Linked DNA regions of Mus musculus: regions 1, 2 and 4 are each linked to region 3. A link is a contact called in public HiChIP or PLAC-seq data. All regions are on one chromosome and are shown on one strand. Each heading gives the region's core, a stretch centred on a gene start, on an enhancer-like site or on the middle of the called end of the contact. The rest is flanking DNA. Distances are from core to core; before and after follow the strand shown. Region 1 has its middle 57 kb from the start of Gm31342. Region 2 overlaps St3gal1 (ST3 beta-galactoside alpha-2,3-sialyltransferase 1). Region 3 has its middle 480 kb from the start of Zfat. Region 4 overlaps St3gal1 (ST3 beta-galactoside alpha-2,3-sialyltransferase 1).

Evidence for each region. HiChIP or PLAC-seq counts read pairs in DNA pulled down with a chosen protein or histone mark.
Region 1: a contact with region 3 is called in an HNF4G HiChIP or PLAC-seq map of pancreatic cancer cells. The contact joins two enhancer-like sites.
Region 2: a contact with region 3 is called in an H3K27ac HiChIP or PLAC-seq map of bone marrow-derived dendritic cells, with 3 times the contacts expected there. The contact joins two enhancer-like sites. A contact is called at or near these places in 3 of 484 Hi-C or Micro-C datasets (CD4 T cells, adipose-derived mesenchymal stem cells and macrophages) and 2 of 115 datasets of contacts at active chromatin or transcription factors (bone marrow-derived dendritic cells and pancreatic cancer cells).
Region 4: a FOXA1 HiChIP or PLAC-seq map of pancreatic cancer cells shows a contact between it and region 3. The contact joins two enhancer-like sites. A contact is called at or near these places in 1 of 484 Hi-C or Micro-C datasets (embryonic fibroblasts) and 3 of 115 datasets of contacts at active chromatin or transcription factors (the NIH/3T3 cell line, embryonic fibroblasts and pancreatic cancer cells).

The regions. Positions count from the first base shown.
Region 1 is chr15:67,093,358-67,100,009 of GRCm38.p6, forward strand. No RefSeq gene overlaps it. Among named protein-coding and RNA genes, the nearest start is that of Gm31342, 57 kb to the left of the region's middle. Within about 2 kb of position 3,999, at least 13 of the 459 cell types and tissues checked have an H3K27ac peak or open chromatin away from gene starts, as enhancers often do. A contact at or near this core is called in pancreatic cancer cells, where this site is marked.
Region 2 is chr15:67,114,455-67,120,923 of GRCm38.p6, forward strand. The region is part of intron 3 of St3gal1 (ST3 beta-galactoside alpha-2,3-sialyltransferase 1); the gene reads right to left. Among named protein-coding and RNA genes, the nearest start is that of Gm31400, 52 kb to the right of the region's middle. Within about 2 kb of position 2,452, at least 148 of the 459 cell types and tissues checked have an H3K27ac peak or open chromatin away from gene starts, as enhancers often do. A contact at or near this core is called in adipose-derived mesenchymal stem cells, bone marrow-derived dendritic cells and pancreatic cancer cells, where this site is marked.
Region 3 is chr15:67,776,016-67,782,824 of GRCm38.p6, forward strand. No RefSeq gene overlaps it. Among named protein-coding and RNA genes, the nearest start is that of Zfat, 480 kb to the right of the region's middle. Within about 2 kb of position 5,121, at least 62 of the 459 cell types and tissues checked have an H3K27ac peak or open chromatin away from gene starts, as enhancers often do. A contact at or near this core is called in the NIH/3T3 cell line, adipose-derived mesenchymal stem cells, bone marrow-derived dendritic cells and 1 more, where this site is marked.
Region 4 is chr15:67,141,827-67,148,237 of GRCm38.p6, forward strand. All of the region lies in intron 2 of St3gal1 (ST3 beta-galactoside alpha-2,3-sialyltransferase 1), which reads right to left. Among named protein-coding and RNA genes, the nearest start is that of Gm31400, 25 kb to the right of the region's middle. Within about 2 kb of position 4,720, at least 170 of the 459 cell types and tissues checked have an H3K27ac peak or open chromatin away from gene starts, as enhancers often do. A contact at or near this core is called in the NIH/3T3 cell line and pancreatic cancer cells, where this site is marked.

The DNA of each region.
Region 1 (6,652 bases), core at 2,749-5,248, 680 kb before region 3:
CAGCCTTGTTCTGCCTCTGGTTTGTGGGAATTTACAAATTGTGGATACTAAGGAGTCATAGAACAGGCAATTGGCTCCTTCTTCTGTCCCTCAGTACCATGCTTTTGGTGGTTGTCCACACTGAAGTGTAAATACAAGTAACTTCTGTGACTGACTAACATGGCACTATGTGGAAGGAGCAGACATTGCTCCCTCCACTCTGCTGCTGGTGAATGTGGGGGTTGCTCTCTCATTTCCTCTGCTGTGGATGGGGGTATTTGCCAACCTGCTTGTTACTATCTGCAATGCATATCTAGGAATAGGATTGCTGGATCATGGGCTAACTTGGCTTAACTTTTTGAGGATCTGCCAAACTATTTTCCTCGGCAGCCGTGCCATTTCATCTTGGCAGCAAGGCCCAGGTGTGCCAGCTTACCCACTTCTCATCCACACTGGTTGTTTTCCACTGTGCTGATTCCAATCATGTTGGCTGGTGTGTGTGAAGTGTTTCCTCAGGGTCATTGTGAGTTTGCTTTTTCCTGGTGGTGAATGTTCTAGAGGTTTTCATGTGTATGCCTCCTTTGGAGAATCATCTACACAAATAACCCCATCACTCTTTATTTACATAGTTAATTTGTGAGTGCGTGTGGAGTGAGTGGCGGTGGTGGTGGCGGTGGTGGTGGCGGTGGCGGTGGCTGTGGCAGTGACAGTGGTGGTGGTGGCACATTCTTGCTGTGAGTACAGGCACCTATTTCACAGTGGATGTACATTAACAGAGGAACACCCCCCCCCCCAGTGTAGGTTCTCGCCTTCCACCTTGTTTGAGACAAGAACTCCTGCTATTCACCATCACACTGTTTATGGCAGGCTAGTTGGCTTGCAAACATGTCAGGATTCTCCTATCCTTCAATTTGGGGGGCAGGAGTAGAGAGACACAAGCTACTACTCAGAAGTGTTCTGTGATTCTGAGCTTGGGTCTCTCTTGTGCAAGGATCAGTTGACCCTCTGAGTCATCTCCCCAGCCTACTTTCTCTACTTTTAAACTGAATTGCTTGATTTTTGTTAAGTTGCAAGGGCACTGTATGTATTCTGGGAAATGAAGCTTTTGAGAGGGATATTATTTTCTCCCATTCTGTAGGTCTTTTAAAGGATTTGCTTCGGGGACGGGAATGATGGACCACTGGGAAGAAGTGTTCGATACAAGCCTGGTGACCGGAGCTAAATTGATGTGTCTCATGGTGGAAGGAGAGAACTGACTCCTCAAGGCTGTCCCTTGGCCTCCATATGTGAGCAGAGGTGTCTGCATATTTTTCTGACACTCCTCATGGAGATGCGGGTTAATGTGTGAGCATATGCATAAACATGCACAAACGCACACTTTTGAAAATGCTAGTAAGAAATTATTCAGAAGGGATGAAGAGGATTGTTGATATCTTCTCTCACCACACCTCTGGTCTTTATTTAGGACACTCGACACATGTTAGCAAATATCTGAAGATCTTCACAAGTTTTTGTATTTATTCCAGAGATTTAATTATTCTTCCTTTAAAGAGGCAGAAACGGTGGCAGGGAGACTTTGCATGTGGCTTTTCTATGTACCTGGACACTCCTCCCTGACCTGACCTGGCTTCATTCCTCACTTAAGGCAATGTCTGAGGATACATTACATGGTGGTTATAATACGTGACAAACCAGGTCTCTTGGACTTACGACTCCTGTTCAAAAACAACTTTGTCTTTTGACTAGCATCTGCCCAGTGCTTCTTCAACCTCTAATAACCCTCGTTGTGCCCTCTGCTTCTGTTTTGACTTCTTCAGATTCCATGCCTAAGTGAGATCATGCATGATCTGCCCTCCTGACTCATTTCATTGAATACAGCGTCCTTCAGGTTCATCATGCCAAGCGGACAGGATTTCCTACATTCTTTTGGAGGTTGACAGAACTCCTGTGGACTGTGTTCTTGCTTCCTCACCCACTCATATGTGGATAGGGTCACCAATGTTTATTCCATCTCTTGACTGAACAGTGTTGAGGTGAACACAAGGCGCAGGGATTCTGACATGATTTTTTTTTTCCTTGCGATATACTCAGAATAGGAAACACTGGATCACACGGAAGTTCTATTTTTAGTTGTTTTGAAGACCGCACATTGTTTTTCACAGTAACTCTACTGATTTACATTCTTACCCACAGCAGTGCACTTGCTGTGGCTTTTTCTTGGCTTGTTGTGAAACACAGGGAAGGTTTATGCATGGGGTTAGAATGGTCACCGTGATGCACTGACAAGAGTGGAGACAGAGCTCCATTTCCTGTGTACCCTGCTACGATTCATGGTGGGAGGAGGGTCCTTTTCTCACCTTTAACTTTAAACTTTGCCATCTCTTTTGGTACACTGCTATGTAAAAGACTGCCCCAAAATATAGGGCTCTCACTTCCCCTAGCTCAGAAGCCTATGTATGAGGCAGGTCTGAGTGGGGAGGGCTCTTCTCTGCTCTACTTGATACAAATTGGGGCAGTTCTCTGGGGGGTGCAGAATATCCTAACCCTAACCCTAACCCTAACCCTGGTTATGGAACCAGGAATTTGAAACTTCCACAGTTTGGTGAGCTAATTTAAGTAGTACAATGATTCCTGTCATTTTTGTTAACAGTGAGGGGAAACTTCAGAGGAGGAATATCAAAGAATCTGAGGTTGTTTTTGATGTTCTTCACTGGGTGTTAGAGGACATGATAGGAACCAGATCTTAAATGTGCATGGGGTGTGAAGAAGCCCATCCCTGTAGTACTTCTGCCTTCTGCATATAAATGTTTGGCCAAGAACTACGAAAGAAAGTAGAGACATCCTGGATCCCATGTGTACAAAAGCCTGTGAGCTGAGACCTGGTCAGTGAGAAGATGCTATGTAGGATAGATGCGGCTGCAAATGACTGATGTATACTGGCTTGTGTTTTAGACCAACTGTCTGTATATACAGCATGCAGATGGGTGAGTGCCAAGACAGGTAGCAGAGAAAGCGATTGATGATGGGTTGGCTTTTATATGACTGGAAGATAGAAATATCCTGAACACACGCAGAGGGAATAGGGGCATGGAAAGTATGGTTATGAACCATGTCTCTTTTAGTGGCAGAAGGGCCGGACTGACGTTGGATAGGCAAAGGGAGGAGGTGACATAGTGAGACTTCTCAGGTCTCTACTTTGAGCTCTGGGCACACCTGTTCTGTAATGGAGAATCAGACAAACAGGGACAGTGAAGGAAGGAGGTGTGTGGTTAGGATCTGTGGAGTTGAAGAGAATAAACATGCTAGAACACATCTTAGAAGGTGGAAGCATATGGAGCCCTAAGTGAGGAGAGTTTGTCTCCAAAGGTCAAGAGCAGTGTTGCTAGTTTGTGGGAAGTGGGAGGAAGGAGGAGCCTTGGTCAGTCTAGGTACAGGAATGTGGTGTTGGGAGATGAGGGACCTGCAAGGTGTTCAAGAAGGATGTAAACAAGGACAGAGGCAAGCCATGGGAAGTACAAGAGGGCTTCGGGCCCTTCAGCTGGGAAGGCTCTACCATCTGGTGAAGTCTGGTGGTGTGCCCAGCATCCAGCTTGGTGCATCTGGCCTGTGGACTACACAGTCATCTCCGCATCCCTAACTCGGTATGTTTCTGCAAAATGAACCTCTTTGGAAGCCCCAGCCTTCCCTGCCTGCCTGGTGCTCTGATGATGCACCAGCCCAGGGGCTCCTCTCCAGGGTAACTCTGTGTGGAACAAGACTTAGAGATCAGTTTCCCTGGCCTTGAGGGCAGAGCAGTTCTCACCGTTTGCACGATCTCACACCACACTCCGCCCAGTTTCTCTCTGGGAGTTTGGTGTTGAGGTGGCCGACACAGTTTCAGATATCTTGATGGTGTGTACACCATTTAGCTATTCCAGGGTACCGTGGCAGGAGAGGGGCAGACAGCGTAGGCTCAGAGTCTGAGTGCCTGGTTCCCATTGAGGTCCGCTGCTGCTGAGCTGAGCTGTGTGGCTCTGGGCAGTACGACTCATCTCTTGGAATGCTAGATTTGTGTAAAATGTGTATGTCAGTGAGGCTGCCTGTCCTGAGGCATGTGAGAAGCAGGTGAGGGGAACCCAGAGGCCTGGCTGGAATGTTTATGCTCTAAGTACAGGTTAACATCCATCCTATCTAGTATTATTGGCAACCAACATGATTCTGATACACCTGCCAACCAGGTACCTGGTACTTTGCTAGATGCTGGGCATTCAGAAGAAAAACCACGTTCAGTGTCTCTGCCTTTCTAGGACCTCTGAGAGTGGAATGGCATGGTTGGATGGAACCTTGAGATACAAACATCGTACTCAAGCCTTCCAGTGTGTACTTTAGGAACTAAAGTCAGCACACAGAAGCACCCACCCTGAAGTCCCTGGGAATGAGCATAGCTTGGATTTCTGGCCAATCTGCAATCTTTCCATTGTATTCTCCCTGATGTTCAAGCATCTCCACCAAGCCCTCTCTGCCTTTGCTTGCACACAACTGCAACTGGGGTGAGCAGCCTCATTCTCTATTCTCTGATGCTGGGCATCCTGTCCCCTGGGTTGCCTCTCTATAGCCCGTCCTACTGCTTGCATCTTTTAAGCCTTCTGATCAACCAGGGTTGACCAGAGCAGACCTGGTGAGCTGTCACGAATTGGCTCTAAGTCTAGGACAGGATCTCTGACATCAAGGAGAGATTTTGGCAGAGGTGGCCGGTTGCCCTCGAGGATTCTGGAACTTTTATCCCACCATTCATTTTCCCATTATGATGTTGTTTGGGCAATGAAACTCCTGCTGGTCAATGGACCTATATGGAAGTGGTGGGTATCAGATCTAACTGGAGACATTTGAGAGCTTATGAGGCATTACCAGTTTCCTGTACAGTGACCTTGAAGGCTATGTGCTGAAGGAGGTGAAGTTGGTAATAATGTCTTTCATGACTGGCTGGGTCACTACATGAAGGAAAGCACAAAATCCCTGAAACTGCTCCTAAAAGAAACTAGCCTTGTTCTCCATTAGTGGGACTTGAAGCTTATTTGTTTTTGCAGCATTAGCCTACTCTGGCCTGACAGATATACAATCAGCTCTGGTCTTTGTTCTTGGCTGAGGAGTTATGAACAGGGTGACCACAGGCATATAGCATTATAGTCATAGGTATGGTGCAGATACCACTGCCACCTCAGTCTCTTGGGAGAATTTCAGGAGGAACATAATACATGTTAGACACATAGAAAATCTCAGAAAATGGCTGGCACAATTTTTCATGTCTACCATGTCATTTAATACCCTCTTACAGATTAATAAACCATGATTCAGATCAAGCTCTCTCATAGGCATACAGTTCAGAAATAATAGATAACCAAGAACAAGTTTCAGGTCCTAGGTTTCCAGTGGACCTGGGTTTCATGTGAACCGTGGGAAGAGAACATTTATTATCCTGTCCACACTGGCTGGGGACTTTGGCTGTCCCCTTTTGGGCCTGTTTTCTTGACTGGTTTACTCAGGTGAGTGACAGAGACAGCGATCTTATTGGAAAGGTGTTGGGCTTGCTCGTGTCTATAGCAAAGTCCTCTAAAGGTCTGACTTTGTTCACAGGTGTGTGCCTTTTCAAAAGCTTCTGCTTTTCAGCTAAACAGACATGAGATCTTGACTAAGATGGCTCTGTTGCACCCTCTGGTGGCCACCACCCATGAACACTCCAGCTAGCACCGTTAAGCCAAGGACGGGGTCAGAAGAAACTGGGCAGCCATGGGCTGGTTTTGCTTTCCTGGCTCAAACCACTGTGTAGGGCTCATGTCTAGAATTCTTGTGCTAGGAACACCACCTAGAGTTCTCATCCCCCAGGTACCAAATGTCATGATCAGTGTTCAGGACACAGTGACCGAGACCTCACTTTTGATGTGTTTGCTAGCTCTACCCTCTGACGCACTACATGTCTGCCTGAGTCTGCTTCTTTTCCTCAAGATGCTATGCCTCATCAAATTAATACATATGAGGCCAAAAGCAATACTTTTTTTTTTATGAGCGTTACTGCTGTCTGGTTATCTGTTACCATGGCTTCCAACCTTCTCCTGGCAGAGTCCTATTCTTGCCCACAGCCATTTGCAGTACCCATTGCCCTTGATAGTCTTCTGTTAGATGAAGAATATACTAAGCCTGCATTTTCTCGTGGCACAAACTGTGGCATCCCTTTTACTCTATAGAGGTCCATCTATAGAGGATGCAGGCTTTGATCACCGATTCCAAGGACCCATGGGTACCCTTGTTCCAACCAGAGCTCCTCCTGCAGGGAAGAAACTCTTCATCCATGAGTAGACCCAGTCAACTTGAGCTTCTTGCTTGGGGCAATGCTTTCACAAAGCTAGTCCAAATGCTGGAAAGTATGGAGGAAGAGTGTGTCTCAGAGTCCAGAGGCAGCCAAGGAGGCCACGAGAGGAGGCTGCACCTAGGAGCTTAAGGCTGAGAAGCCCTTAGCCCATGGAACTTTCCATTTCAATAGTATTCATGGAACCCTGACTTGAGAGCTCAAAGAAGAAACCAAGATCTTTTGTTTTAGGTCTGCCATGGGCAAGGAATACACCTATGCTAAGTGGAAGAGGACCGGAGAGAAATGGCTTGACTCCCTGATTGTGGACCACACCTGCAGTGTCCAGAG
Region 2 (6,469 bases), core at 1,202-3,701, 660 kb before region 3:
GGCTACAGTGGGGTTGCTCCCATTTGTTTGCTTTTCCTGCTTTCAGGCCTGAGCTTTGCCTCCTCATCCACCTGACTTTGTCACTGCTGTGCTCTCTTGTCACCATGGACAAAGTCACTCTGGCTGCTCTGCCACCCTGGCACCCTGAAGCCATATACTATGAAATTATGAACCAAAGTAAACCCAACCTCTCTCAAGTTGTTTCCTGGCTGGTCTGCTGTCACAGCCCAAAACAAAACAAACAAACATCAAAGGACCGAAGACAATGGTCAGAGCCTGAAGCTTAGCCTTTTAGTTTCTCAGTTGCTGTTTCCTGCTTCTTAAACTATGAACCTCCGAAGCTTACACATGAGCAAATGCCCTGCAATGAGGGATAATGGTTAAGAGCCTAAGTCTCTTACCCCATGGTTTCCTTTGCTATGGACACAGCCTCTCAGTGTTGGACGTAGTGTCTGAAAATTTAATCTATCTCTCCACCCTTTCAAGCATATCTCCGTTTGTCTCACTGCTGCCCTGGGAGTCAGCATTCACCCTTTGCAGGACATAGGCAGCTTCATCTCCACTTTATCTTTTCTCTTCAGCCTACTTCACCTCCCATCCCTCAGCTGTCCCCACCCTTCAGACCTTGGCTGTTTCTCCCTGGAGTTGTCTGCTCTGCAGCCACTGTTGGACGTGGTGGGGAGAAAGGGTCTTACCCGTGTTAGACCCCGTGTCAGACAGGGAGGCTCCACTGAGTTTCAGCGTATCGCCCCTCTTTATAAACTTGAGCAGGTGGCTAGGCAGGAAAGAACAAAGTACCAACTGGGGCCTCAACAGCCTCTGCCCTGCCCAGAGGGGCCCAGAAACAGCTTGTTTATTATCTCTATGCTAGACATTCTTTTGATGGCAGCCTTGACTCAAGGCCCAATGACTTTTGGCCAAATCTTGTCTTTCTCATCACTGAAAAGTAGACCATCTCCAGGCCTCTGGGTTCTCGCTCACTGGCTTCATATAGCAGAACCAGAAACCAGAGAGTAAGACCCAGGGCAGCGGAATGCCTCGAACATGCTATAGAGAAGAGAGCGCCTTCTTCAAACTGCTCTCAAGCCCTGTCCTGATCAGTGGCTATTTGGTGCCACCTAGTCTTCTTATGGAAAGTGTTCAGTGGAGCCTGGCCAACAGCACCAGAGTAAAAACAGTCATAGAAGGCACACCACACAGTTCCTGTGCGTTGTGAGCCAGACTCTGAACTTCTCTGATCCTTGCTTCCTAAAACACTGTTGCTTCAGGCCAAGGTGGGAAGAATGACTGGCATAAAGGGGACCAGCACAGAGCACCGAGTGTAAATAACACCAGCCGTGGCTGTTTCTATTCCTTGAATCCCGGATGCTTCCTGTGGACAATGTACCCCAAGATGGCTGGACTGTCTCAAGGGCAAGTTTATTTAAAGGACCAAATGATACCAGGCATTAAAGAATACAAGCCAGGGACACCCTGTCTCAGTTCCTCTAGGTGGTGGCACCTGACTATTCGGTGCTTTCTGAGGCCCCGGGGAAAGTGGTCCTAACAGTGTGTGTGTGTGTGTGTGTGTGTGTGTGTGTGTGTGTGTGTGTGTGTTAGGGATCCCAGAACTAGAGATACAGCAAATAGCCAAACAGTGAGGCTGACCCAGTGAGCTAGCAGCTAGCTAGTTGACTGCCCAGGGGCTTCTCCACAGTGGTTTTACTTTCCAGTTTCCACCTGCCTGTCCCTCCGATTCCCTTCCCCCATGCTTAGGCGTACGAATGTACTGCCCTTTGGAGCCTGTGAGAGTACACCTCCCCCCCCCCCCAGGAGAGGCCCATCACCCTTATAACACTGGGCCCCAGGGTTGGATGGGGCCAACTGGTTCTTTGTACTTTGCAGTTCAGGGTCCTAGCTGCCACCTGTTAGACCTCTGATGAGTCCCGTGCACTGGGCTTTGACTAGAGCAAGTCTTTGTCGTCAGTTAGGCCTAGGGAATGTTGAGCCTACCTTTCCCAGGTGATAGGCCCTGTGTAGGTCATTCTACCTCTCTGCTGGGTTTGCTCCATAAGGCAGAACGGTCACTCTTCTTTAAGGGTCTATAGAAAGTACAAGCAGAGCCTCCTGGCATCTAACATGCATGGAAATGAGTTATCTTCATCACCAATGCACAGGTGATGGGATTGAGGCTTAGTGGGGAAGCCTTTGACTGAATCTACGCACCCAGGAACTGAACCGTGAATTTGAACTTGCTCCTCCCCTCAAATACGGTGCTTTCTCAGACTTGGAAATGAAAAGCCCAGACATCGCCCTGCCCTTCCTTTCCTGTCTCTGGCACATCTACTCTGTGCTAAGCAAGAAATTCCAGGAAGCAGATGCTGGCTCTGAAAGTTGCATCCCCTGAGCAGGATCTGGGGTTACTGTGTTCTCATACAAGGGTGTGCCTCACTTCTGCTTTAATCCCTCATTTGGAGAACCCACGGCCCAGTGAGTCAGAGCTGGAAAGCTCTTGGCTGGGGCTCGCCGGTGGAGGGGAATGCCGCTTGCTCAGGCTCCTGGGCCACTTATCACCAGCAGCTGAGGACTTCTCAGAGCATCTGCTGTTGACACTTGGTGACTAGCTTCCTCCCTGAAGATGTTGCTCAGTACAGCTGTCTGGGAAGCCTGGGAGACTGGAGATGTTGAAATCTTCCAGGTGAATTCTAGAACTTTGTGGTTAAAGTCAAAGCAAGGGGCAGCCAAGAGCTAGGGAGCTGTCTGCTTTTAAAATGGTTGAGTCCTACACAAAGGTATCACTGCTATATGCCAGCCGAGGACTTTTAGGGAGTCCTGTTTATTGCTGACCGGGACCCCCAATTGGGTCACTGTCTACCACAGTGAGGGGGTTTACCTACCCTCCTTCATACGCCCTCCCCCTCTAGTGATGCACTGCTCAGACAGCTCTGGAGTCTGTTAGTCGATGTCTGGGTTGATAGAAGAGTGAGCCGAGGCCTTCCTTCTGTCCTACCTTAGTGGTGGTGGCTGCAGGTGGCTTGACACTGCCCCGGAGGACATGCCTAAGGACTACCTTAAGGCTGAAGGTAGGTGTGTTCTGTGCTGACTTTCTGAAGCTTCCTGGTTTCAGGGTCCCAGCCAGAATGGCTTCCCTAAATGCCTGAGGTCTCACACCTCCTCGCTTTCCTCAACTTTGCAAGTGACTGGTCTCTGAGAAGCACTCGTTTTCTATCCATATTCTCAGACCGGATCCTCACTGCTTGCCTTACAGATCCCTAGGACAACTCTAACCAAGCCTGGCAGCTCCCATGCCTCTCCATTTTACCTCTACTTGGCTGGCCCATCCCAGACGGAGCTATCGCCTAACAGCCTTTGTGCGTAGTATACCCGGGTGTGATGGATCCTTTTCCTTGTCACATTGACTAGGTTTAGAATTTCCATAGAAGCACAATAAATCTTATGAATGCAGAAGGAAGTAGCTGGAGAAATGGCTCAGAGGTTAAGAGCACTGACTGCTCTTATAGAGGATCAGGGTTTGAATCCTAGATCCCACATTGGACACCATACACAGGCCCGTATGTAATCTCAGTTCTGAGGGATCTATGCCCACTTCTGACCTCTACAGGCACCTTCACATGCACACACACACACACACACACACACCACATACACACACACCCCACATACACACACATGTTTTTTTCTTTTTTTCAAAAGGATTTCTATGAAAAAGGTTCTCTAGAAAGGTTTAACTGAGCTGGGAAGACCTCTCCTGAATATAGGTGACATTATTCTGGACTGAATAAGGAGAAAGTCACCCAAGTGCCAGCATTCACTGCTCTCTGCTTCCTAACTGTGGACGCAATGTGCTCAGTCACTCCCTATCCCTCCACTGGGCTACCCATGCCAAGGTGATCTCTACCCTAGCTGGGAGCCAAAACAGAGCCCTCTAATAATGATGGTTGGAATGAAAAATGGATCATGTATTTGAATGCATGATCTTAGATAGCAGCACTGTTTGGAGAAGCTACAGAGCCGTTAGGAGGTCGACGTATGCTGGAGGAAGTACATCAGTACTCTTGTAGACGTTGCTTTTGGTCAGAGTAACCAATATACGCCCCTTCCTTCCTTAAGTTCCTTCTGCCAGACATTTTGCCATATTAGTGAGAAAAGCAACTGATACATGAAGCTCAAGCAGCCGGAGTCTCTGGGCAACTTTCTGGAACCCTGTTTTGTAGAGGAGGAAGTTAGGCCCTGAGAGGCTGACCTTCTCAAGCCACCTGGAACTGCTAGAAACATTCAGCCCCATTCAACAGAATGCAAGGTAAAGGCCTTGCATAAAGGAGCTAGCTCTGGGCCAAGGCTAGGAAGGGCCCTGTTGGTTCCTAAGTCAGTCCTTCAGTGTCATGCTGTCTTGCCTTTCCCTCGGAAACCTGCAACACTCTTCTGAACATAGTAGGCGTGGTGGTTTGAATGAGAACTTCCTCCCTAGGCTCTCGCATTTGGAGATTTGGCCCCTAGTTGGCAGCACTGTTAGATAGGCTTAGCAGATACCTCCGTGCTGGCGATGGGCTTTGAGAGCTTAAGGCTTCACCCTAATCCTAGTTCACCTTCTCTGCTTTTCGTTTGTGGCTTAAGACATAAGCCCTGTTTCTGCTCCAGTTGCTATCCCTGCCACCCGCTGCCTCTGTTCCACCATCGTGGACTTTAACTGTCTAGAGTCATAAACCCAAATAAACTTTTCTTCTATCAGTCGCCTTGGTCAGTGTTTTATCTCAGCAACAGAAGAGTAACTAACACACCTGTTTGTGTCATCATCACCAGTAGATAACGAAGCCACAGACTGGGCCAGAGCCAGGAAGTATCCTAACAGTCCCTGTGTTAAATCCACTCAGAGGGGCCAGTGCCTCCCGAGAGGCCTCTCCAAAGACTATAAGTGACCCTAAAATGGCTGACCAGTGACAGCTTAAGAAAGGCTCTTTGGAACAAATGGCTCTCCACACAGCTGAGGCTTTGTAAAGATGGGGGATGAAGGATAAGAATGAGGTTCATCTCAGCATGTAGCAGAGAAAATGGAAATAACTCACTAGGATTCTGGAGAGCTGGGTGCCCTGTGAGGTGCCTGGACCAGTGGACACTGCCTGGCCTGGGAGTATTGGGAAATGTGGACTTGAGACGAAGGCAAAGGGGGTACACTGCCAGTGTGTGAGAATCATCAGGGCTACAATGACGGACAAGGCTGGAGTGTTGGGGGGCTTGTGACACTCTAAGGAGGCTGGAGAGCAGCTTTATCTCATTTCAGGGACTGAGGAAGCCTATTTCTTCAGAGGCCTCATGCTCCATGATCCATCCAGTACACTCGTCTATCTCTTTGTAACCAAGAGGTGCTAGCAGATGGGAGAACCTGTGGCTACACTTGCAAGTCTCTTTCTGAATTCTCCTACCTGCCTCTCTTGCTGATTTCCTTGCTGGGAGGATGGGAAGGCAACAACTCCCCGGGGACAATGGCTAGCGATTCAGGACCTGGTTTAGAGACTCTATGAGAAGGCTGATTAACCAGGATTAGTGTCACATGGGGGGATGGCCAGGCTGTGTTTTCATATTCCCAGCAGAACAAAAGGAATTTAAGTCCACAAATCTTCTTATGTGGAGGGAAGGGCACTCAACTTGGAGTGTGCCGATGTGCAAACAGCACGAGAAGTGAAGAACAGGACTGAGAACCTGAGGAATCCTGTTTTCTGGGTACCCAGGTACAGGGGTCCTCAAGGGAAATGGCATCCCTGGTTTGGATGGTGTAGCAAGCATCCCTGGTTTGGATGGTGTAGCAAGCACAGCACAGGAAAGGCTGCTTAGGAACCTCCGCCCCACTGCAGCAGCCCCAGGACCTGCCAGTTGTTCCCAAGGAGCTCATGTGAGTGAGATATATCAGCCAGGCTGCTCAGAGCTAAGCTTTAAAAAGGCTGATAGGTTGCCGGGCGTGGTGGCGCATGCCTTTAATCCCAGCACTTGGGAGGCAGAGGCAGATGGATTTCTGAGTTCGAGGCCAGCCTGGTCTACAAAGTGAGTTCCAGGCCAGCCAGGGCTATACAGAGAAACCCTGTCTCGAAAAACAAAAACCAAAAAAAAAAAAAAAAAAAAAAAAAAAAAAAAAAAAAAAAAAAAAAAAACCCAACCAAACAAACAAACCAAACCAAAAAAGCTGATGGGTGACTCAGAGGGTTCTTTCTGTATTGTGCCTTCATTTTCACAGGAATACTTTAATTCTGATGACAAGGGCATTAGATGGTTCTGGCAGAGGTGGGACTCCCACTCGTGTGCCGGGGATGGCCACTCAGACTGTGGTACAGAGCCCAGCACTCACCAGTGGGTACCTGTGAGAGTCCCCTGATATGGTGGGTTCAGGCATGTCCCTATGTACAGTGGGGTGGTTGGTGAAGCTGCCTAGCCACTGAGGTGAACAAAACCTTATCAGAAGGAGCCACCTTTCCATTTG
Region 3 (6,809 bases), core at 3,871-6,370:
TTACTCACACTGCATAGACCAGCAGGGTCTTAGTTAGGGATTCTACAGCTGTAAAGAGATACTATAACCAAGGCAACTCTTATAAGGGGAAAACATTTAATTGGTGCTGGCTTAGAGTTTCAGAGGCTTAGTCCATTATCCTGATGGCCAAGGCATGACAGCCTACAGGCAGGCATAGTGCTGGAGGAGCTCAGAGTTTTACATCCTGATCCAAAGGCAGCAGAAGCTAATGCCACAGTAATCCTAGTTTGAGCAACTAAGATCTCAAAGTATATCCCCCCCAGTGATACATTTCCTTCAACAAGGCCTCACCTACTCCAGAATGGCCACACCTTCTATTAGTACCACTCCCTATGAACCTATGGGGGGATATTCCTATTCAAATCACCATTCCACTTCTTGTCCCCCATAGGTTTGTAGCAATAGCATAAAGCACATTTACTCCAATAAGGCCACACCCACTCTGACAAGGCCACACCTATACCACCTAATAGTGTCACATACTGTGGGTCAAGCATTCAAACATATGACTCTTATGGGAGGCATTCTTATTCAAACCACCACAAGCAGCTTTCTAGAGTCTCGTGCCCTGAGTATACAACAGCAGTTAGCTTCATTTTTAGTGCATGGGCTGAGACAGAGTTACTTCGCATCTTTTGTATAAGTGATCAGTGAACATCTATACAGCATAATCTTAGGGATATAGATTGATAAATGATTTATTTATGAAAATAATGTATCACCACCCATTAACTTCTCAAATTACCTCAGTAATGCACAGACCCATGCGAGTATAGAAATAGTATCAGATGGCCTAGATTCTTGAAGTTATTGAGTAGATATCAAACTGGTGAATGATAAACACCACTCATATGGGACTATAGAAAGAGCCCAAGACTGAGACATGGTAGGTATACTGACCTGTCACCCAGTCACTCATTATGAGCCTCAGTTAGGAAGATCACCAAAGTGAAAGGTCACTGCCATTGTCCCTAGGATGAGGGACATAGCTAAAGTACAGTTTCTCCCACCTAGGAAACATAGACTCTTTATATGACACTAAGAACTTCCAGCTACTCAGACATGAGTTTGACAACACTATGCCCTAAACTGCATAGTGCAATTCCCAAGACTTCTGTGGTCCCTTATAGAGACTTACATCAGCTTTATTGTCTACCTCCACCTTCAGTGTGGACCCCCTGAGCTTAGAAGTTGCTTTAATTCATTCATAGCAATTCTGAAACACATGAATATAGTGTATATTGTATGTGTGTATAAGTGTGTGTACACATTATTGTGTGAAACACATGCAAGCTGAGAGTTGATATTAGTAATTAAGCTTGAAATAAAAGAATTTGGTTTTGCTTTCAGCCATGCCTACCAAGTAAAACCTGCTCAAAACCTGCTTTTGGTGAACCAAAAGCCAATAAAATTAAAACAGCTTGTAAACTTATTATTCACAGAATTATGACACTATGGCAAAATCTAGTATGTCCACCTATGCTTCTGACATAGCTATCTAACAAAATCTACCCAGATGTTTCTTTCAAAAATCTGTCACATATAAAATAAACCCCAAAGTCTCTAGACCATCCTATATCACCTGCTCCTTCTCTTTACTGGGTCCTATAGACCATTCTTACCAAATTCTCTAACTGTAGGCTGGGGCTGATTGATCACTTAGTGTGCCCTGGAATTCAAAACACTCAAGGTGCTGTGTTTTTACTTGTACTGACATTTGGAGGTGAGGCTTTTGGGAAACCATGGGCATTATAGGAAGTCATTATAGTTGACCACATAATTGTACTAGAGGTAACTCTGTCTACTATGTATGCTGTTCTAACATGCAACAACCCTTTGTCAGGATATGGTGCAATGAACCCTCATCAAATACCAAGAAGTTGAAAAACACTAAAACTACCCAGTCTTAACAACAATATGAACTAACCAGTACCCCCAGAGCTCATATCTCTAGCTGCATATGTATCATAAGATGGCCTAGTCAGCCATCAGTGGAAAGAGAGGCCCCTTGGTCTTGCAAACTTTATATGCCTCAGTACAGGGGAACACCAGGGCCAAGAAGTGGGAGTGGGTGGGTAGGGGAGTGTGGGGGCGAGGGTATGGAAGACTTTTGGGATAGCATTTGAAATGTAAAATAAGAAAATACCTAATTTTAAAAAACTACCCAGTCTTGTATATGTTTACTATAGCAAAAATAAGTAGACTAAGATAGAAACATGATTATGAGAATTTAACATATATTATTAAATATATGATTTATGATACTGTGGTCAGGCATTATTATTGTCCTCATTTTGTGAATAAGAAAATTGGTACAGAGGATATAATTAGCTTACCCAAGGTAATGCATTTACTAGGAACAGCTGTTTAATATACATCCAAATACATTTATTTCAGCCACACTATAAACATCTTAACTAACATAGCAGTGAGCAGAAATTACCTGGTAAGAAAGAGAAACCCTCTCAAATTCCAGATCCTTCATAGCCACACAGTGAGCCTCAGTGACAGAAATACGTCATACACTTAGAGTTATTCATAATCCATCAGTGAGGACCTTAGTGCAAAAATGTTAGTGCTGCTGACATTCTCACAATTTTAGTGACTAAGTAATTTTGTTGGACTTATTTCTAAGTTGATTATATTGAAATCAGATAGAACAGTGAGTATGTACACCATTCATTCCTTGTGCTACTCAGTTATAGACCAATAGACTTGTTTGACTCCAAGTAAACTATTGAAGAATATATATTCCCTGCTTGGTCTCAGGTTTACCCATTCTATAAAGCAAATCTGTATATACACAACAAATCAAGTTCAAAGTGCTCACTTGAGATTTGCTTGTGCTTTCTGGTCAACATTGCTGTGATTTACCAACTTGAACAATGTATGGCTGCTGTCTCTCTTGCATCTTTTCCAATCTCCCCAGCCCTACCTGTACTCAGACTTAAGTTAGATGGTTCATTTTTATTTTGATTATCTCCTGTTCTCTGTTTGGTATTTTTCTATGCTGTATTATGGATGAATGGGCTCTATTTAGTCTTCCAGCTTCCTAATTATTTTTCAATTCTGTGCACATCTAATATGTCCATTGGGTTTTTATTTGCAGTGATATTTGCCACTTCTGGAAGTTCTACTTGGTTCTTTTGTAAATATACATGGCTTTTCATACAGAGAACTTCATTCTGTCTCCTTTATGTTTGTCATTATTTAATTTTTACTTTTTAAAAAGTAAAGATAAACATAAATATAATCAATACTTAATTTCTAACTTATGCATATATGTAGACTGAGAAATCTAAACATCTTGATTTTTCTGGTCTCATTGTCAGTGCACGCGTGAGTATGTTAAAGTCTTTAATCTGAGCTTATTTACTCTGAGTCCATCTCTGTGACTCCTGGCAGAACTGGGTTTAGAACGTCCCTTTCCAAAGGGCCCATTTATCCCATAATATGAGAGTGATCCAAGTCTGGGGCTCTCTCTCTCTGTTAATCAATAAGCACTGAGAGTCTTAGGTTTGTAGTCAGTAAATCACTTGCCGGTTCTTGTGTTGGTATGGTTCTGGACATCAAATTCTCTATGTATCTTTCTTATGTTAATGGGTAATGACAAACTCTGGGAGCTGGAGAGCCACTGCCACTAGTGCTATAATCCACACTGAGCCTACATGGTTCCAATAGAGCTTTCCAAAGCTAAGGTCACACCACAAGTCCACTATATCTCAAAACAAAACAAAAATGAATGTGGAAAGGGGACTTGTAGGGAGGTGTTGGGGTTGAAGCAGGGAGGAGGGAGGGGAGAGTAGGGGACGAGCAATCAGAATGAAACACACATGCATGAAAGGTTAACGAACCACTTCAATAATTAAAAAAAAAAGAAAAAGAAAAATCATCACTTTTATTCTATCCTTAAAAAAATACATCCAATATTAAGCAAGATCTTAAAAGATACATATAATTCTAACTGTAGTCCTTTGTTTCCCAGAAGGCAGTTTTCTGAAAGGTGAAAAATGCCAGATTTCTATTCCTAACTCAACATTCACTAAGTCAGAAGTTGATCCTTGCCATAAGATACAGCAGTTCAGTGGGAGTCTAAGCCACCCCAGGCTTTCCCACACTACACCAGTAAGGGTCACACTGGTTCTCTAAGGCCAAGTATTTTCCAGGAAATGTTTGGAATGGCTCTTAAGATGCATCAAATTGTAAACAGTGAAATGAGAACGAAGCCTGCAAGCTCCTACCTGGTTTACACAAGGAGTGCCTGCATCTCAGAGCACACATTAAAACCATCCCGGTAACATAGTTAGCTGTGTTTACTCCCCGGGGTCTCACTGTAGATGACCTCTTTCCTATGCAATTATAGAGTTAGCGCCTAAGCAGTAATGTGACTAAACCACCCAGCAGCCTTAGGCTTATGGATTTCAAAGGCTCCACCTCCAACCCAGTTCAGGAGCAGGGTGTTTCAATGACTCTGAAAGTCATATTAGATCTTCCTAATGTTTATTGACTTCAGAGGTCTTGGCATGACCACCTTGGCTAGGGTATCAACATTTTGAGTGCATAGAAAGCAATCACATGGCCAGATGACTTTTATTTTTAATCATCTATTATCCAACAGCCTTTTCTAGTAAACATATTTCAGAAGCACCTGTTAACTGAAGGACACGGAGGCTTGTTAAAGATTATGGTCCCATCCAAATCTCTTTGGCTTTGTCCTGTTCAAGACCTACCTTTAACCTTGAAGCCCCACCCGCCCCAAGGACTTAGAAAATAACAGCCTCATAGGAAAACCCAGTGGCCTTATGGGTTTGTCCTAATAAGCTCCTGTCTCCGTGTCTCATTTTGTCCTAGCAACACTGGCATTGTAAACATTTACTACCAAATAGGACTTTTGTGTGGGTTCTGGTGGTGCTGAGTCAGTTTCTCATGTTTGCATGGTGAGCAGTTTACCCACTAAGCTGCTTCCCAGTTCCAGATTTAGATATTTGAAACGAATGATTTTAAGAGTTCTTTTCCTGATCTGAAACACTGTCTTGCTCTCAGTATTAGTCATACTCCATTAGCTGAGTCCTTCTCAGCTATGTTGCAATTCTGTACATCCTAGACAATGAGTAACTTCCTTGACAGCCACTGACTTAACACTTGTAGCCTTATCCTCATAGCACTGTAAACTCCTAGCTCTACACATCAATCACCAAGTGCCCCACTCCACCCTAAATCCCTGTTACAAATCTCTAAAGTAATTAAACATTTTCTCAAAGACAGTGCTCCCTTGGGGGTGGAACAGATGGCCCCATGGTTAAAAGTGCTTGCTGCCCAATCCTAAGGACCAGAGTTCAGATCTCAGCACTCATTTAGGACATCTCACCAATGCCTATAGCCCCAGCGCCAAGGGATCTAATACAAATCTGTTTTAGCAATGAAGAGAGGAGCATGAATCCAGCCTCTCCTTCGCTAAGTTTCTCAGATTCTTATGTATAGAGGGTTAGAAGCACTTTTTAAACGTTCATTATCTGACACATGAAAAATATTAAGCCATTATCTACTTTCATTTATGTGTGGATTAATGTTCTTTTAAGTATTCAAGTATAAGAGATTAGACTACAGGTGCAGAACTTAAAAAGATAAAAGCTGGAATCAATTCTCTCTGAGAGTACTTATCTTTGCTTCTTCATGCTTCCTTCTCTATGGCTGTTGCTGAGGCTCTCTTGAGCTGCTCTTCTTGATTCTGTTTGATAAAATGTCACTCACAGTTGAAGACACATCAAAGGTACCAATAAGTCCATCTCCTGCAACTTCTGCTTATGGAAATGATGTATTTAGGGCTTGGGGATAGATTACATTACCAGTGAAAGACCCTATCTCAAAAGGAAAAGAAAAGTAGATGGCTCCTGAGAAGGAAAACCTGAGGTTGTCTTTTAGCAAGTACACACATACACACACACACACACACACACACACACACACACACTGATGGACTTATGTCTTTAGACTTAGGGGTGTTTTCTCTTCCCTAAGAGTCAGCTTGGTTAAGGTCAGAGTCAGCACTTCCACCAACTGCTCTCCTCATCTTCACACAGAGGAAGCACAATGACTCTGGTTCCTATTCCATGCATGCGTGGGCTAGGATTGTTTCTTGACCTCTTGTGTGATGGAGGCTCCCTCCTATAGGGCTCCCTAGTCTTTGCTATTCAGCCATGCTCCTTGATCCTCCCACTGAGCTGGACCCCTGTTACTTTTGCTCACTCTGCCTTAACATATCTATTGGGAGACTATCTTCTTTTTTTACAAAGCCATTTCCTCTGAGAAGCTTTGTGGGGCAATTCCACTTTCTCAAATCCAGATGAATTCAGACTTCCCTATCCCATAGCTTCCTGAATATCTTTTTTCAAACACCCCATGTCCCATTGCTAGACCATCTGTCATGGTGTCTACAGTGTGGGGTGATAGCCCTCCAAGAACTGTTCAGTGGATTATCACAATATTCCTAATCTCTACCTCAAGTTAGCTCACCAGGAATTCATTCCAGGCATGTGCAGCCAGTGGACAGAAAATTCTCCCAGGATATCCTGCAGAGATTTATTTAGTACCTGTCTCCTCCCCTAGACTTTACTGCCTCTGATATCAGGGACAAGGTGCTGTAATTACGTCAATTTGTACAGTAGTTTATTGGTGCCTGGCAGGTGTTCCCTCAATAAAGGTTGATGAATGCATCTACCCAGCTGTTTTGCTACATCTCTGTTTCCTGGCAACTCATGAGTTTGTATAACAAGTATCGTTCTCGCTGC
Region 4 (6,411 bases), core at 3,470-5,969, 630 kb before region 3:
GTGCCTGGTCATGGAAAGAAGGCCTTGAATGGGAAGGCCGACCTAGCACAAGGCATTGATCACTGTGTAACACTTATCTGCGAACAGCCCAGATCATCAACCGTAGTTAACTGTTCATTTTCACCCAGGGCATGCAGGCTGTTCTAGAGCAAGAGGTGGGAAGGTAGAGAGGGGTGGCAAGGACTGTTAAGGCTCCCTAGCCATCTGGAGCCACAGAATTCCCATAGGAAGCCTCCACATTTAGTCTGACAGATTGCAAGGTTTGGTTCAAGCTGCCCTGGCTTCTTTTTTACGCAGACTTTTTTCTTGTTACAAAGCATCTCCAAGGGCCTGGGGTTAATGGCTGTGAGTTCTTCGAGATACAATTAAAAATCGGGGCAGAAAAGACAATGCTGGGTTTCAGGCAACAGAAACTACCTTGAAGGCCTGCAATCACCGGCAAAGACCAGGTCACAGCCAGGACTCTGGGTAAAAATAGACCACAGGAGTTTCTTAGACTAAGAACTTGCAGAGCTAAGAGCTCACTGGGCTCTTACTTAAACTTATCAGTTTAGTACAGAGGGTGAAGTCCCCTTGGTTCTCGGAGGGCTGAGAGTACTACACAGAAGAGTACAAGAGATACAGGAAGCCATGTGTGTGGAGGGCCAGGGCTCTGCCACTGCGGTACTGCTGCCCAACATAAGCTCAGCTCTCTGAGCAACCCAGGCAATCAGACTCTGACTCCCCAATGGACAGCCAGGGTAACTGAAGGTCGGAGAGGTAAGAAGACTCACTGAATCCCACACTAGCATTGTCTTGATCCTGGGGTTGATGATTTGAGGCCCAGTGAAGTTCACTCAGGTGAGTATGTATAGTCTGTCATCTGCGTTTTACCAAAGGGTGAGTTATTTCACTCTCCACAGAGAAAAAGAAAGGTGAGATTTATTTATTTTTTTTGACTGTTTATCTGCAGTTGAAAATGAACTTCTGTCTGGAGGACAGATTCCTGAAGCAGATGCAGTTTCTCTTATTCTGAATACTGTGCAGCAGTATTCACATCTGTAGAATGGGCACAAAGGTGGGAGAGTCCCTTGGGGCTTTGAGGACTTTCCAGGGTCTATCAACTTGCTGCTATGAGCAAGAATCTCAATATCAGACTGCCAGGTACAAATCCCAGCTTGCCCTCAGCTCTGTGTGATCTCAAGCAAGCAACTTTCCTGGGCCTCAGTTTCCGCTCTGAAAAAAAAAAAAAGGATAAAAACTATGGCATTTACCTGACTAGTTGGGATGGCAGTTAAATAAGTGGATGTGTACAGAGCCCTTTGTAGCCTGTGGCACACACAGGCGCTGCAGAATGAATCCTCAGGCAGGACTAGCTTGTCTCTGCGAGCTTTAGCATCTCTCCATCCCAGACCTGTAGCTACTTCCCAGAGATTTCAATCCTAATGGCCCTGAGCAAGGCTGGGAAGTTGTGAATCCAGGGCTATTGCCAGGAGTATAGCAATCCCAGACATAGGTGGCTTGAGAGCTAAGGTCGAATGCCCCTAACCAGCTAGCTTGGGTCACTAGGCCAACCCCTGCTGCAGCTCTTTGAATGTTTGCAGGATATGAGGAGGGGCTTTAGCGTAACTCCAAGCCTAGACAGCCACAATGATTCCCCTCTTTATGCCACAAGCATACAAAGCCACAAGTATCCTCTCTATAGCCTTTGTACTAACGAGGCTGGTAGTCAGTAGGCATGATACCCACGGGTCAGTACTCACTGGTTCACTGAGCCATCACACATTCAACTTGGGGGAGCAGACTGTAATCCCTGTTCAAGGCACTGAAAGTGCCATGCTGTCAGTAGCATAGTCTAGAGCCTAGATTGCTGGGGACAGAAATCAATAGTAAGCAGAGGCACACTGGGTCACACCAGCTAATTATAGCCTGCTACCTATGTTTGTGAAGCAGGTGTCTGTTACTGGGACACAGCCACACCCAGTTGTCTCAGTGTTGCTGTGGCTACGTCTAATCCACCGTGACAGAACTGAGTAGTCAGGAGAGGAGGTCTGGCCAGCAAAACCTAGTCTATTTACTGGACTGTCTTTCACAGTAACCCTACTCTGAAGTATGCATAAAAGCTGTAGTGTGCATCTGCCCTGTCTAGCCAGGATCCCAGGTAGGACAGGACAGCTCAGTTCAGTGAGGGCAGGACCTGCTGTGATCTAGTTAGAGCCAGTGGATCACTTGCTAGATGAAAGGAGAGAAGTAGGCCTTCTGGGCAGTGAGGCTAGCCTATGCAAAGAGAGAACACTGCAGTGTGAGCTAGTGATGCTTTGGGGGCCTCTTGGAGACACTATGGGGCCACAGGGGACTAAGTAAGTTTATGGCAGGAGATACTTGGTGCCCTTGAGAAACTCATAGGCTCTCAAGCTGCTAGAAATAGGCCACTTGAGAATGGTTTTCTATGTCTCTCTGGCCACAGAGGGGCAGGGGATATTGGTGGAGTGGGCCTGGGCCATATTTTCTGAGACAGAACTTGTAGGATCTAGCATCTACAGGGGGAATCTGACAGGCAGATAGCAGCTGGTTAGATAGAACATAACCGGTTCTCATGATGGAGACAGAGATGCATCTGGGGACAAGGAAACAAAAGTCCCTGAGGGGACTGTCCTTGGGAAGGGCCCTAGGGGCTGAGAGTGTGGAGCTGCACCAGAATTATGTTGGGGTTTATAAAAGTCAGAACTGCCTACTGTTAGCTGAATTTTTGAATAAATATAGGGGGCAGGCACTCCAGCACAGGCATTCATAGTATGTCTTCAGGCAACTGTCACTTCAGGATCTCTGCAATGGTGTCTGGGGAACTCCCTTCCTCCTCCCAAGGTGCAGCTATGTCTGAACAGGAAGGCCAGATTGGTGTCAGGTCCTAAAGAGTCTCATGGGTAGAGACACTTGCACCTTGGTTCAGCTCACACTCTGGGCATTCAGGCAGAGAGTCCTGAGGGAAAATGTTCCTAGCTGAGACTCCGTGGGCTCTGGGCTGGACCTGGGGTTTCCTGAGTTGATTTCTAGGTATCCTGGTGCTGCAGAAACAGCAGCACAATGCAGGAGACAAACTCACAGCTGTCACCAGCCTAAAGAGGGACTTCAGGAAATCAGAGGAGAGCAGGTGGCTCTTAGCAGCTGGTCACTCATGTGTACCCCACCTTTGCAATTACATTCTGTACATTTTGTACCTCGGAACATACTGGTGGTTCTGTCCCCCTGTGTCTCTCAATCTGGGTACAGAGGCAGGAGGAACTGGTTACTAAATACTCTAAGTCTCAGAAATAAGAAGCAAGTGAATTGCTGGAGTGACCAGTGGGGTTTGTTTAAAATGGCTTTAGTATGTGCACAGGACATTTAATGTATTTATAAATGCATATGATACACATAACACAATGGTAAAATGCAGTGCATATGACCCAGTGCTTTTGTGGACATACATATATGCATCACATGAATGAAGTAAGTACATGCACATCTATGCATGCATACAAGGTGAATATGTGTATAGAAATACATGCACACATGCATGTTCTGTAGCCTTTCTGATCTACTTGCCCCTTGGAGTTTTATTCTATTAACTTGTTAACTCTTAAAATCATCCTTCATGTAGGTCTTGTTATGTCAGTTTATAGAAAAAGGAAGTGAGGCATAGGAAAAACTTCAGCAGCTGGGTGTGTACATTGCAGCTGGGTGAGGAATTTCCCCGAAGATGCCTTTCCTGCCACATGCAAACCCATCCCTGGGGCACTCTCTCTCTCTCTCTGTGTGTGTGTGTGTGTGTGTGTGTGTGTGTGTGTGTATGACCCTCCCTTCCCTGGCTCATTCTCACATCTAAGTCATGGGTAGCTGATGAAGTGTGGCTTATGCTAGGAAGTTCTTCTGGACTTCAGGACATTTAGAAGAGCCAAAGCTATTTGGATTCCACCAGATGCTGGAATCTTGGAAGCCCCTGAATTCAAAAGGGATGTGGGCATTCCACCTCTCATGGCCCATAGGCATTCTCAATTTCTTGGAGCCCTGAAGTACCACCACCAGGTACAAATGACCCGCAGGCTCGGCAGACATTTGGAGCAAGCACCCACGAGCCACGCTTGTTGCAATAATCCTGTAGATTATCAACAACCCAAGATGACCCGAAGTGGGTCACAGTCCAGTGTAGCTCATTAACTGCTAGCAAACATCCTGTCCCACCCACATGCTAGCCCCTGAGGAATGCAAGATTGGAGAACAGGTTCTCGTTCTATCAGAAACAAACTCCCTTGACTCCATGCCCTGCCTCTTCTTTGTTTGACATCTCCTTGCTCCTGTTCCTCCATGACCTGGATACTGAGCCCCGAAGAAAAAAGATCCACTTGCCTGTTACACGATCTCACAGTGCTGTGGGATCTTCTTGGGTTTTTCTTCCCTGTCCCTCTCCCAGCCTCTTGTGATCATCTTCCAGCTTCTGTTCCCAATCTTCCTGGCTTCCTTCCCCAGCAAGGTCACAATTGCAAACAGGTGGGAGAAATTCTGAAAGCAGTTCCACTGGTCCTGGGAATGCATCCCCGGGACATAGTACAAACGAAGGAAAATGCTCACAACATCACAGGGCTGGTAACAGTAACCAGCGTGATCATATGTATTGATGTGCATGACACACAAGTACGCAGCAATAGAGGGATGGAAACTTCCAAGTTCTACTGTTGTTTGCTAGAATATTACACAACCACCATGCAGTGCAATGATTTTTCAAGGTGATTCCAGGAACACTTTTAGAGTGACTCTCCTTGACTCAAGCATAGGATTGAAGGGGGATGGGGAGAGACAGAGTCTGACCCGTAGAGGCCCTATTGAGTACACTGCCCATCTGCAGAGACTGCTAAGTGCAGGAGGGTGATTCTGTTCTAAAGGACAAAAAGCAAAAGCAAGTTTGCGTCACCAGCCTTAACTTAAAGGTCCTTTTCCTGCTTTTTTTCCCGATCGCCATTACTCTCAGCACAGAGGGTAATTTCAGTGCTTAGAAAAAGTGTTTACACAAAAACCATTGAGCAACATAGTGACGTGTCTTCCCCGAACAGCCTCTTGGACGAGCTGTGGGATGTAACACAAAGGCTTGCCAAATGGATCTCAGGCAGGCTGGCTCTGTTACCCTCCCCTTCCCCTTCCTCCTCCTCACCCAGCCATTGATTTCAGAAAGGGCTGAAAACTATTTGGGTGTGCTTGCTTAGTAAAGTGGAAGCATGTAGGAATGTAAGTAGTAGCTATTTGGGCCAGTATCGAGAAAGAGGAAAAGTTCCCAAAGTCAAAACACCTCAAGGCCACAGATAGAGGATCTTTGGTTTCCATTGGCTTAAAACTAGATCTGAGGTGGTGTCCAGGGTGGCAGGGACCTGAGGAGGCTGAAGAGGAAAGACAGATTCCCAGGAGTCCTGCCTGACCCCCACCCACTCAGCTAGCTGCACTCTGAGTTTTGTGTTTATTGATGGAGCCGGTGGGCCAGCCTGTGATTCTGAGAGCAGTGGGGAACAGCCTGGCATTGGAGTACATTTTCTAGTGCATTGGGAATGCCTAGACTTGCCTGGTCCATCACCTTCCTTGGTGCTGGAAAGGAAAAACTGCACTCAGTGCAGGCAGGGGCTCACAAAGGAAAGAGGAAATACCAGCCCTGCTTCTTTAAATAGCACAGGGCTATTTAGGACTGGCCAGGGTGACAATAACACGCAGTGGGGAGGTTGGGTAGGAGATGTCAAAGGAGACAGCCTGGTTGAAGACTGGGGTAAAAATGGATATGGAAAGGGGTGATTCCCAGAAGACAGGACATGTGCATGCATGAGTTTTGAAGAAGAGATGACAATTGACTCATGATGAGGCAAAGAATGAGCTGTTCCAGCAAGGAAGAACATACGCAAACCACAGGGGCATGAAGTCCCTGAGGCACAGCAGGCTTTCCTTTGGAGTGGCCATAAGAGCTATGACATCATATCTCTATCCTTCCCTACAGCCACCCTTTTGTTGTGAACTCAAGTACACACACACACACACACACACACACACACACACAGACACACACACACACACACACACACACACACACACACACACGCCACACCTATGTTGAAGATTTAGCAGATTGACTAGTGCTCAGTAATTGTGGGTAGCTGAACTGTTGTAGACAGAGAGAAAACATTACAGCCCCAGGCTGGGGGTGTAGCTCAGTTGGTAGGGTGCTTTCTTAGCCTATGCTGGCTTCAATCCCTAGCACTGTAGAAGTGGTGCATGGTGTTGTCCACCTGTAACCTCAGCACTGGGGAAGTAGAGGCAGGAAGAACAGAAGTTCAAGGTTATCCTTAGCTACATAGCAAGTTCAAGGCCAGCTTGCCTATATAAGACCCTGACTCATAAACAATCATTACAGATTATTTT